2 separate regions of the Ovis aries genome follow, and region 1 is linked to region 2. The links are chromatin contacts, called in public Hi-C maps. All regions are on one chromosome and are shown on one strand. The core of a region is the stretch at or near the end of the contact, and the rest is flanking DNA. Distances in the headings are between cores, read along the strand shown. Region 1 holds the start of BACH2 (BTB domain and CNC homolog 2). Region 2 has its middle 99 kb from the start of MAP3K7.

Region 1 (4,533 bases), core at 5-2,504, 190 kb before region 2:
ATAAACTCTCCTAGGTGGAGCCCAAAAGGGGTTTGCAGACTGAAGTGCAGGCAGGGAGAAGAGGGGGTGTGTGTTGCACTTTGATTTCATGCAGAATCGTGGAAGAGGAAGGTGCAAGATTTTTCTGTCTGAAGGCACGAGCCTTTCGGCTCGAGCTCCCCGGGACTCATGCCAATGACCTGGTCCTTGGCTAATAGCGATCGTACCCAGCGCGCAGCCCGAGGTCTGCGCCGAGAGTCCCCGGGCTGCCTCTTCCCGGGACCCTAAACTTGGGCTTTGATACCTCGCCAGTCGCTGTAGTCTCAGCTACCCGGCGGCGACTGACAGCCGAGCGCAAAGCTTCGCGGAGCAGCCCGGGTCGCGGACGCCGCGAGCTGGGAGGAGGCCGCCCGGCCTGGCACCGCGATCGCGGGCTGGGGGCCCGAGTGCAGGGCCGTGGGTCTGACAGCTGCTCCGGTCGCGCGGACGCGCGCCTCCCTCCAGCCCGCCCGCCCCACGCCTGACTTATTACCCTCTGCTCCTCCTCCCCCTGCTGTTCCAAAACACCCGTCGACGCGAGCAAAATACAATGCCTCCTCGCCCGCCGTAAACAGCCGGGCGACAGAGCGCACGGCCGCAGCCGCGCGTCCGCCTGCTCAGCTCCCACCCCCTTCCCGTTCCTAGAAAATGCCATCAAAGCGGGCAGGGCGCTCGGCTGGCGGCTGCGTGCGCACCCCGCAGCCGCGGCTCCCTTCCCGCGCCGCTTCCTCACGCCTCCCCGCCAGTCCCGCAAGCCCGCTCCCCCCGCGCCCCCTCCCCGGCCAACTTGCCCCGCCGCGGGGGCCCGGGACTCGCGGGCCACGGACTCACCTCGCCAGAGAACTTTGCGTTCTTTTCCGTCTCCTCTTGCCCGCGTCCTCCCAGCCCGCAGCCCCCTCCCGGCGGTCGGCGGATCGGGGAGGGGTGGGGGTCACCGAAGGCTCACCGAGGGGAGGCGCATCACATGGCAGCTCGTCCCCAGCCCCCCGAGAGTGGCGGGAAGGGGGAGGGGAAGGGTCGAGGGGAGGCCGGGGAGAAAGCGAGAGCCCGGCGGCCGCGGGAGTGGGCAGGCGCGGTGGCGAGGGCGGCGGCGGGCGCTGGCTTTAGCGCTGCTGCGACCGCAGCCCGGGCGTGCACGGTCGCCGCTGCCGCTGCTGCCGCTGCTGCTGCTGCTGCTGGCGAGGCGGCGGCTGCTCGGCGCTGTTTGCTCCTCGCCGCGCGGCTCGCGCTCTCCCCGGAACGCCCACACTCTCAATCGCTACATTGTTGACATTCGGCGCTGACGTCACCCGTTCCCCATTCACAATAACTTTACGGGAGCCGGGCAGCGCACCTCCCCGGCCGCTGGGGCGCCGTACGCCCGGCGACTAGCGTAAGCCGCTCCGCGAATGGCGCTCCGGGGGCTAGGGCGGAGGGACAGGGGGCGGGCGCGCGCTCGGCCTACTCGCGGGAGGGGGCGCGCCTCACGCCGCCGCCGCTGCTGCTCTCCCCGCTTTGTGCGGCCGCGCGGCCTGGAGAGCCCCTTGCTCCTGGCTCTCCTAGCCGCCTGGTCGGTCCGGCCTGGCCGGCGACTCGCCCAGGGGCCTTGAAAGGCCAGGACTGGGGGCGAGAGGGGTGGTTGGAGAGGTGATGGCTGGTGTGTCACGTGGGGAGCGGGCAGAGCCGGGGCACTAGACCCTGGAAGGGGAGTGGGACCTCGAGACCTGGGTTTCCGGGCTTGCCTAGCGGTTTCCCAAGAAGGGGCAGGAAAAGATGCTCTGCGGGCCCCTCAAAGCTGACCGGTCCCCCTGTTGGGAGCAGACGGGGTGAGAAAGAGTAGCCTCTGACCTAACGTTGATACTGACTTTTGAATCCTTTCCAGGAGGGCCTCCGCCTGTCCCACCGAGGTGGCCTCTAAGTCCACACGCCAGGGTTTGAAAAGGGGCGCGTGCGATTGCGAAGCTCACCCAAGAGCCTACCTCGCAGCTGCTGCCCCAGTCCTGCTGGGTTCCAGCCCCCTCCCCCGCAGCCCACTCGAGAGGCCGCCAGGGTGTTGCTGCTGCACTTGAAGGCCATCGCGCGGCTGCCCTGTCGGAAGAAAGCTTGATGGTGGTTAGGGTTTTACAGAAAGTAATTAGGACTTCGACTGAAGGAACATTTGCAATAAAAGGAGGTTGTGTTAGTATAGTGCTGGTGCCTGCAACTTTACGCCTGCGAAGGCCAAGAAATTCTGCCACGTTTCCCTGAACACCTATAACTTGGCCCCCTTGTGTACAGGCAGTATTCTGTATTATTACATGTGGTGCTGATTTTTAATGAAGATTATAAAACTTTGGCTCGCTCTACTGAGAGAAGGACCATAAATCGCCCCTGTAAAATGGGCACTGGCATATGCTGAGGAAGCAGCGAAGCGCTGCCCTGGGAGTCTTGTGATATCAGCCAAAGTGTTGCTCTGAACCACCTTCGTTTGAGGGCAGAGTTTTCAAAGGCCCCATTTTGAACGTCTGCGTGGAAAGCTAACCAATGGCTGCAAGGAAGCGGAAGGGGCCAAGGTAATTTTTCTAGCAGCATTGCAGAGCCTCCTGGAATAGGTCGAGACCCACACTGGGTATCTTCCTCTGCTAGCATCTCTACTTTTCGGATGAACAGCAGTCCCAGGGGTAGGAGCAGCCCTCAGTCCCCTGATTCGATGAATCTTGTGCTCCTTTTGACAAAATATCCTGGCATCTGAGAGGTTCCTACCTGGCCTCAGGGTCAGGACAGAATTCTGATGATCTGCCTTGGCGGGGCCATTTCTTATAGTCTTCTGAACAGTGATGTTTCTGCATTCCTCCTTCTTGTAAGCATGTGAGTGTCAATGTGATAACTTTGCTTTTTAGTAGAACCAAGCAATGTTTTCTCCTAAGTGCCAGGCTTGAGAAGATCGCTAGGAGGGTGGAGTAGATTAATTTGTTTTGAAAACAAATTGTGGCCACCCAGCTGTGAATGGAGTTGGGTGCATCAGAGTAGATTGTTGAGGGTGGAGGTTGGCATAGGTTGTGGTGAGAGGGTGGGGTTGGGGCGGAGTGGCTGGTGGAAACGGATCTTGCCACCGTGTTTCTGGTCCAGGTTGGATATGGATACAAGAAAGGCTATTAGGTCATTCCAATTAGCCTATTTGCCAAAGACTCAGAAGGGGAGCTTTCTTAGTTTGAAATTCTCAAGTATGGGACGGGACAGCAATTAGAGGTGCAACTATTATAGGTTGTTTCATTTAGTTATTCAGGGAGGTGGAATTAGAAAGAATTGACCTCTAAGTCATGTCTGGGACTGCAATCATGGGCTTCTGTCAGACAAAATCTCTGCCCTGGAGGAGCTGGAAGTCTGGTAGGCAGTTAGCTATTTCATTTTCAAAGTCAGAAGTGGGTAATTTGAATTAAAGCCTGTAAAGCATATTCAGAATCACATAAAATTAAGATGGTAAATCAAGAACCGGACACTCTATCAGAACTGTTGCAGAGGTCAGGCTGTGGATGGCCTTAGCATCCTTGTCATGAACATTTGTCGGCCATCCCCTGGGCTTGAAATGCTGCTCTGGGCACTAAGGCTTTTACAATGTGAAACAGATGCAGGTCCTTTCCTCTGTATATTCATGGTGGTAACTTGAGTAGAAGTCAATTTATTCCCCATGCCTACAACTTTCAACCTTTCTTGATATACTTTTCTTCTTACCTAATTAGATGTGTGTGCTGATCCAGAATAGGGGCTTCATCTGTGATATGTTTCTTAAAGGCAGGATATGATTTCCAGAGACAATAATTTGTACCATAGTATTGAAGTCAGTAATTTTTGTCCCCATAAATCTTGATTTTATAAAATAAAACAGGAAAGATTAAAATATGCAGGAAACAAAAAGAACAAAGGAAGACAGAAGAAAAAAGTGAGCGGTTCTCAAGTCTTTGATTTTCTCATTCTCCAGCATCCCTCTTAAAGGATCTAAGGATGTTGAAAAGATATAATCATTTTGCTTAGGCAGAATTTGAAATGCTGTACCTTGAACAAGACGTAGCAGGGCAAAGTTAAAATCAGATGAGAGAGAATGGAGTAAGATGTTTAGAGGGAGAATATCAAAGACAAAAGGAGGCAAAACACTGGAGGAAATTTCTGTTAAGAAAGTTCTGAGTTCTACTCACGGGGCGAATTCCTCAAAATTATGCCTGAGATTTATTATTTCAAAACCAGATGTTTTGAAGTATATATAAGCCATAAAATCTCAGCTCAGTACTGCACAAGTAACACCTGGAAGAACTGGTGAGATTTGAATAGTTTTGAGTGGTGTTTTGTTCAGTAATTGTTAAGCCACCTCTTTGTGGCAGGCACTGTTCTATGAGCTGGCATGCAGAATTCATTCTAGTGATGAGATTGGGGTGGGGGAGAGAGACAGACAATGAACCAAATATATATTTATATATAAAAAACATACTACTTGACCATATATATATATATATATATAAATCTGAGACATAAATGAGCAGAGAACAGAGCTATCTTGGGGGA
Region 2 (5,123 bases), core at 788-3,287:
AAAGAAGAAGAAAAGAGGAGTACTCTGTAGGTATGTCAAGTTTTTATTTTTCGAGGGAACATTATTAAGATATAAATCAACTTCCATGTCTTCCTAAGAGAAACATTTTAACCATAAACAGGAAGGGCAGAATCTCAAAATTAGGGGTTATCTTCTCTGTAATAAATGTTGATTAAAAAAAAAAAACTCACCACATTGTCCTTGAGTGCTCATTTTCATGCAAACCAGTGAAAGAGTCATCATGATCAAGACTTTAGGAAATAAACCTAGAGGAAAGCGTGCCATTTCTGAGTGAAGTCAGGATTTTGCCCTGTCTCATCTCCAGACAGACACGCCAGGGAGCTCGTGTGCTTGCACCGGTGCTGGCTTAAGCGCTGTCCAGCCATTTGCCTGATAGTCTAGACCGCCTCTGTCTTTGCCTGTACCAGGCCAATCTCACCTTAGGGGTGGGCCTGTCCAGCTGAACCTCAGCTAAGCCAGGCCTGTGCGGACTTCCTGCCCATCCCAGCTGGTGGGCATCTTGGCATCTTGCTCTACTCCGAAGGATCTGCACTAGAACATGGGGCCTCACCTGTGAGTCCGCTTGTGTGACAGATGTGAAGTGAGACCCTATACATAGTTCAAGGACATGATAAGCACTCACATCTGTTTATTGTTGGTTGTTTAGTCGCCAAGTTGTGTACGACTCTTTTGCAGCTCCATGGACTGCAGCCTGTCAGGCTCCTCTGTCCATGGGACTCTCCAGGCAAGAATACTAGAGTAGGTTGTCATTTCCTTCTCCAGGAGATCTTCCTGACCCAGGGATCAAACCCATATCTCCTGCTGCTGCTGCTGCTGCTGCTAAGTCACTTCAGTCGTGTCCGACTCTGTGACCCCATAGATGGCAGCCCACCAGGCTCCCCTGTCCCTGGGATTCTCCAGGCAAGAACATTGACCTCTGAGCTACCAGGGAAACCTGCTAACTACTCACAGATGGACACAAATGTTAGGTTTTTTCAATCAGAGACCTTCACTCAAATTCCATGGCTTGCGTAAATAATTTCTCAGTCTCTTCATTGGAAGATCGGGATCATGTTAACATTTGCCTCTGTTAGCCATTGTCAGAGTAAAGGAGGTAACCTATAGGAAGTGTATACACAGAACTTTCTGTGAGTTCAATGCTGCTGCTACTGCTAAGTCACTTCAGTCGTGTTCGATTCTGTGTGACACCATAGACGGCAGCCCCCCAGGCTCCCCCGTCCCTGGGATTCTCTAGGCAAGAACACTGGAGTGGGTTGCCATTTCCTTCTCCAATGCATGAAAGTGAAAAGTGAAAGTGAAGTCTCTCAGTCGTGTCCGACTCTTAGCGACCCCATGGACTGCAGCCTTCCAAGCTCCTCTGTCCATGGGATTTTCCAGGCAAGAGTACTGGAGTGGGGTGCCATTGCCTTCTCCCATATGCAGTAACTATTTTTTTTTTTTTTTAGATTTGATATGGACAATTTTTAAAGTCTTTACTGAATTTGTTACAATATTGCTTTTGTTTTATGGTTTGGTTTCTTGGACACCAGGCATGTGGGATCTTAGCTCCTCAACCAGGAATTGAACCTGAACTCCTTTCCTTGGAAGGCAAAGTCTTAACCACTGGAGCACCAGGGAACTCCCTATTAACTAACATTAATAGCATAATTAATTTTTGTGCAGGATGCTCCTTTCTAGAAGCAGGCAGGCTGGGTCACCCCCCCAAAGATACCTTTCTTTGCAATGAGAATATTTACTGTATTTTGGGAGAAATAAGCTCAGCACCTCCGAATCTCCAATTTCCTATTATTAATGGCACTTACTCTGTAACCAGTCGCAACGGAAAGCGACCAAGATGCTACATAGCCTGAGAATTGGTTTCGGGACACAGAGAAGGAGACCTGGAATTTTCCTTCTAGGATCCTAGGCAGCCCTGCTTACTCAGAAGGATGACAATTACTTGGCATTCAAAGGGCGGACAGCCCCGTTAAGCGTCTCCCTCATTCACTAATTCTACATAATTCAGTAGAAGATCCCACAGCAGGTATCTCTACGCAAATAGAGCAGCCTCTGGTGAGACTGGAGAGCACAGAGAAAACTCCAGATAAGCAGACACACTGAAACCGATACCACGACCCTAGAGCTGCGGAATGATTCACCCTAGACTGGCGTAGGAAACTTCGCTTGTCACCACCCTGGGTCGTCCATGATAAGAAGGCCCTGGAAGGCTGTGCTTGCACTGCCACCTCCTGGTTATCAAAAGCAAGACAGTCTGGGAAGGATTCGGGACCTCACAGTCAGACAGACCCACCTGTGTCATGATTACCGAGACCCAACATCGTCCTCACAGAAATTTTATAATATGAACATTTTATTCACAGATTTACAACCTAGTTACATAATGCAGTTTGATTTGATTTGATCACTCCCCTAAAGCAATGAAATGCTGTGAGATTCACGGTAGGGACAAAAACCCCTGCCTAGGAGTCTAAAGGCTCACTCGAGTCACTAGCTCACTGTTCCACTTCGGGGAAATGCCTAAAATCTCCCATTTTCTCTTAGAAAAATGGAAGCTAACAATATGCAGGGTTTAGGTGACTGAGGTTTGAGTATGAAGCTCCTTTATAAATTGTATGGTTTTCTTCCCTTTCTATTAATAGCATCTTGTTCCCTCTTCCCCAGGATTCTGCTTCTAGCCCTCAAAGCCCACGCTTGTTCATTCGTTCAGTCCTATCAGACTCTTTGTGACCCCATGGACTGCAGAACGCCAGACTTCCCTGTCCTTCACCATCTCCCGGAGTTAGCTCAAACTCACGTCAGTCGAATCAATGATGCCATCCAACCATCTTCAAGTGTTTAGTGCTCATAGGGGATATTTAGAAATATGCAAACATGTTTTAAAAATCTAAGCTTGTTTGTAAACTTTCCATAATAGCTTGTTGTCTTTAACTAGTAGTCCAGGACAGTGAATTCTCACTCATTCCCTGGATAGTCCTTGCCTGAAGGTCACAGGCTAGATTTCACACCTATCTTATGTTTTGTGTTTCTGCAGCCCAGGTTCCATCCCTGTTTGCTGAATGGATTTTAGTAAAGAAGTTTAGTCTGTTCAAACATCTTTAATATGAATAGAAGGTCATTCCCCAGCAGCGCTAAGACATGTTTCCGGGTAATGTGTTTCTCATAGTTGGGCAGAAGATCTTTACTGATAGGCAGCAGGAGGAAGGAGCAAGTGTACCATGAGCCTCTGCAGGCAAAGGGTTCTGCAGACTCGTCCCTGCTTACTTGTTAGTATTTTAGCAGATGCTCACACCACACCAGCTCTGTGTATAGGAACTATCTACATAGGAACGTTTAACTGGCTTCCTTGGCCCAAACTCCACTGGCAATAGATAAAGTCCCTTCTTACACAATCCTCCACCTTAAAAGCAAAGATTCATTCTGTATTTAATCTCTGGGAGCTTGTGGTTTTCCATGTGGCTGGATATAAGGGTCATTACTAGCTCCCATCTACTCCCCCGTCTTTCTCACCACTCTACTACCATACAAGCTAGAGATTGCCAGCTTTAGATTTTATTTTATACAGAGCTTTAATGCGGAGAAGGTGATGGCACCCCACTCCAGCACTCTTGCCTGGAAAATCCCATGGATGGAGGAGCCTGGTAGGCTGCAGTCCATGGGGTCGCTAAGAGTCGGACACGACTGAGTGACTTCACTTTCACTTTTCACTTTCATGCATCGCAGAAGGAAATGGCAACCCATTCCAGTGTCCTTGCCTGGAGAATCCCAGGGATGGGGGATCCTGGTGGGCTGCCGTCTGTGGGGTCGCACAGAGTCGGACACGACTGAATCGACTTGGCAGCAGTAGCATCAGAGCTTTAATGATGGAACAGAATGAAGAGATCATTGACCTTCTTTGCCCAGCACAGCAGCCACTGGCCACATGTGGCTATCTAAATTGAAACTAATTAAAATTAAATAATAAATTTAAAAAGATCATTTCTCACAGCCACTAGCCATATTTCAAGGGCTTAATGGCCGCTTTTCGAGCTTAGTCGCTCAGTCATGTCTGATTCTTGCAAGACCCTTGGGCTTTAGCCTGTCAGGCTTCTCTGTCCATGGGATTTTTCAGGCAAGAATACTGGAGTGGGTTGCCATTACCTCCTCCAGGGGATCTTCTTGACGGGATCAAACCCACATCTCCTGTGTCTGCTGCATTACCTAGAGGATTCTTTACCAGCTGAGGCATTGGGGAAGCCCTCCCAGGTGGTGCTACAAGTAAAGAAATTGCTTGCCAATGCAGAAGACACAGGAGATGTGGGTTTGACTCTTGGGTCAGGAAGATCTTCTGGAGAAGGAAATGGTAACCCACTCCAGTATTCTTGCCTGGAAAATTCCATGGACCGAGGAGGCTGGGGGGCTGCAGTCCATGGGACTGCAGTGAGTCGGACAGGACTGAGTGAGAGAACACATGAGCACACAGGGGTCCCTTGTGGCTAATGGCTACCATGTTCAAAGCTCAGAAGTGGGAGTTTCCATTATCACAGAATTTCTATCAGGTAGTGCTGATAGACAAAAGCACTGATTTTGAAGAAATTATACCCTTCACTCAAGGGCTGGATGAAACCCAGTTTTCCACACTCAAAAGCTACTAGTCCTCTTTGGAAGAAACCAGGTCAGGCAGTGTGCAGAGCCAAGAAGGATGAGTCACAGGAGATGAGGCTCTATCGTGACTCAGGGCACGGGTCAGGCAAGCCCAGAGGCGGGACGTATGTCATCCTTGTCTGTATCTCCATGCCAGGACCAGAGACTGCATTGTGCCAAAGGAAATAAGAGGAGCCAGGGGTAGCCTGAGTAGCTGGGTATGAAGCTGAAGGACAATTAGGGAAGACCGAATAACTTGAATCAAGATCTCCAGTAAGAAGAGGGTGTCCCTTGCCAGCTTTGCACTCTGTGTCGTCCTAGCCTTCCAGACTGATGCTCTGCTTACTGAGATGCACAACACCATTCTGAAATTGTTTAAGTTTGCCTTAGTTCATATCCTAGGAACCTAGGTAATGAATTTCAACCCACTGAGTAAACACAGGCAACCTATAGGTTAAAAGTTTACTTCAGTTTTGTTTTTA

The links. A called contact is a pair of places that touch in the nucleus more often than the background predicts.
Region 1: a Hi-C map of hypothalamus shows a contact between it and region 2, with 4 times the contacts expected there. The contact joins the promoter of BACH2 here to the enhancer-like site in region 2. A contact is called at or near these places in 9 of 16 Hi-C or Micro-C datasets (blood, hypothalamus, liver and 4 more).

Annotation. Positions count from the first base shown.
Region 1 is chr8:47,316,785-47,321,317 of ARS-UI_Ramb_v3.0, reverse strand. It overlaps BACH2 (BTB domain and CNC homolog 2), which reads right to left and starts at 1,254. Exons shown (of 7, transcript XM_060419566.1): 1 at 850-1,254.
Region 2 is chr8:47,130,310-47,135,432 of ARS-UI_Ramb_v3.0, reverse strand. No RefSeq gene overlaps it. Among named protein-coding and RNA genes, the nearest start is that of MAP3K7, 99 kb to the right of the region's middle. Within about 2 kb of position 2,037, at least 4 of the 54 cell types and tissues checked have an H3K27ac peak or open chromatin away from gene starts, as enhancers often do.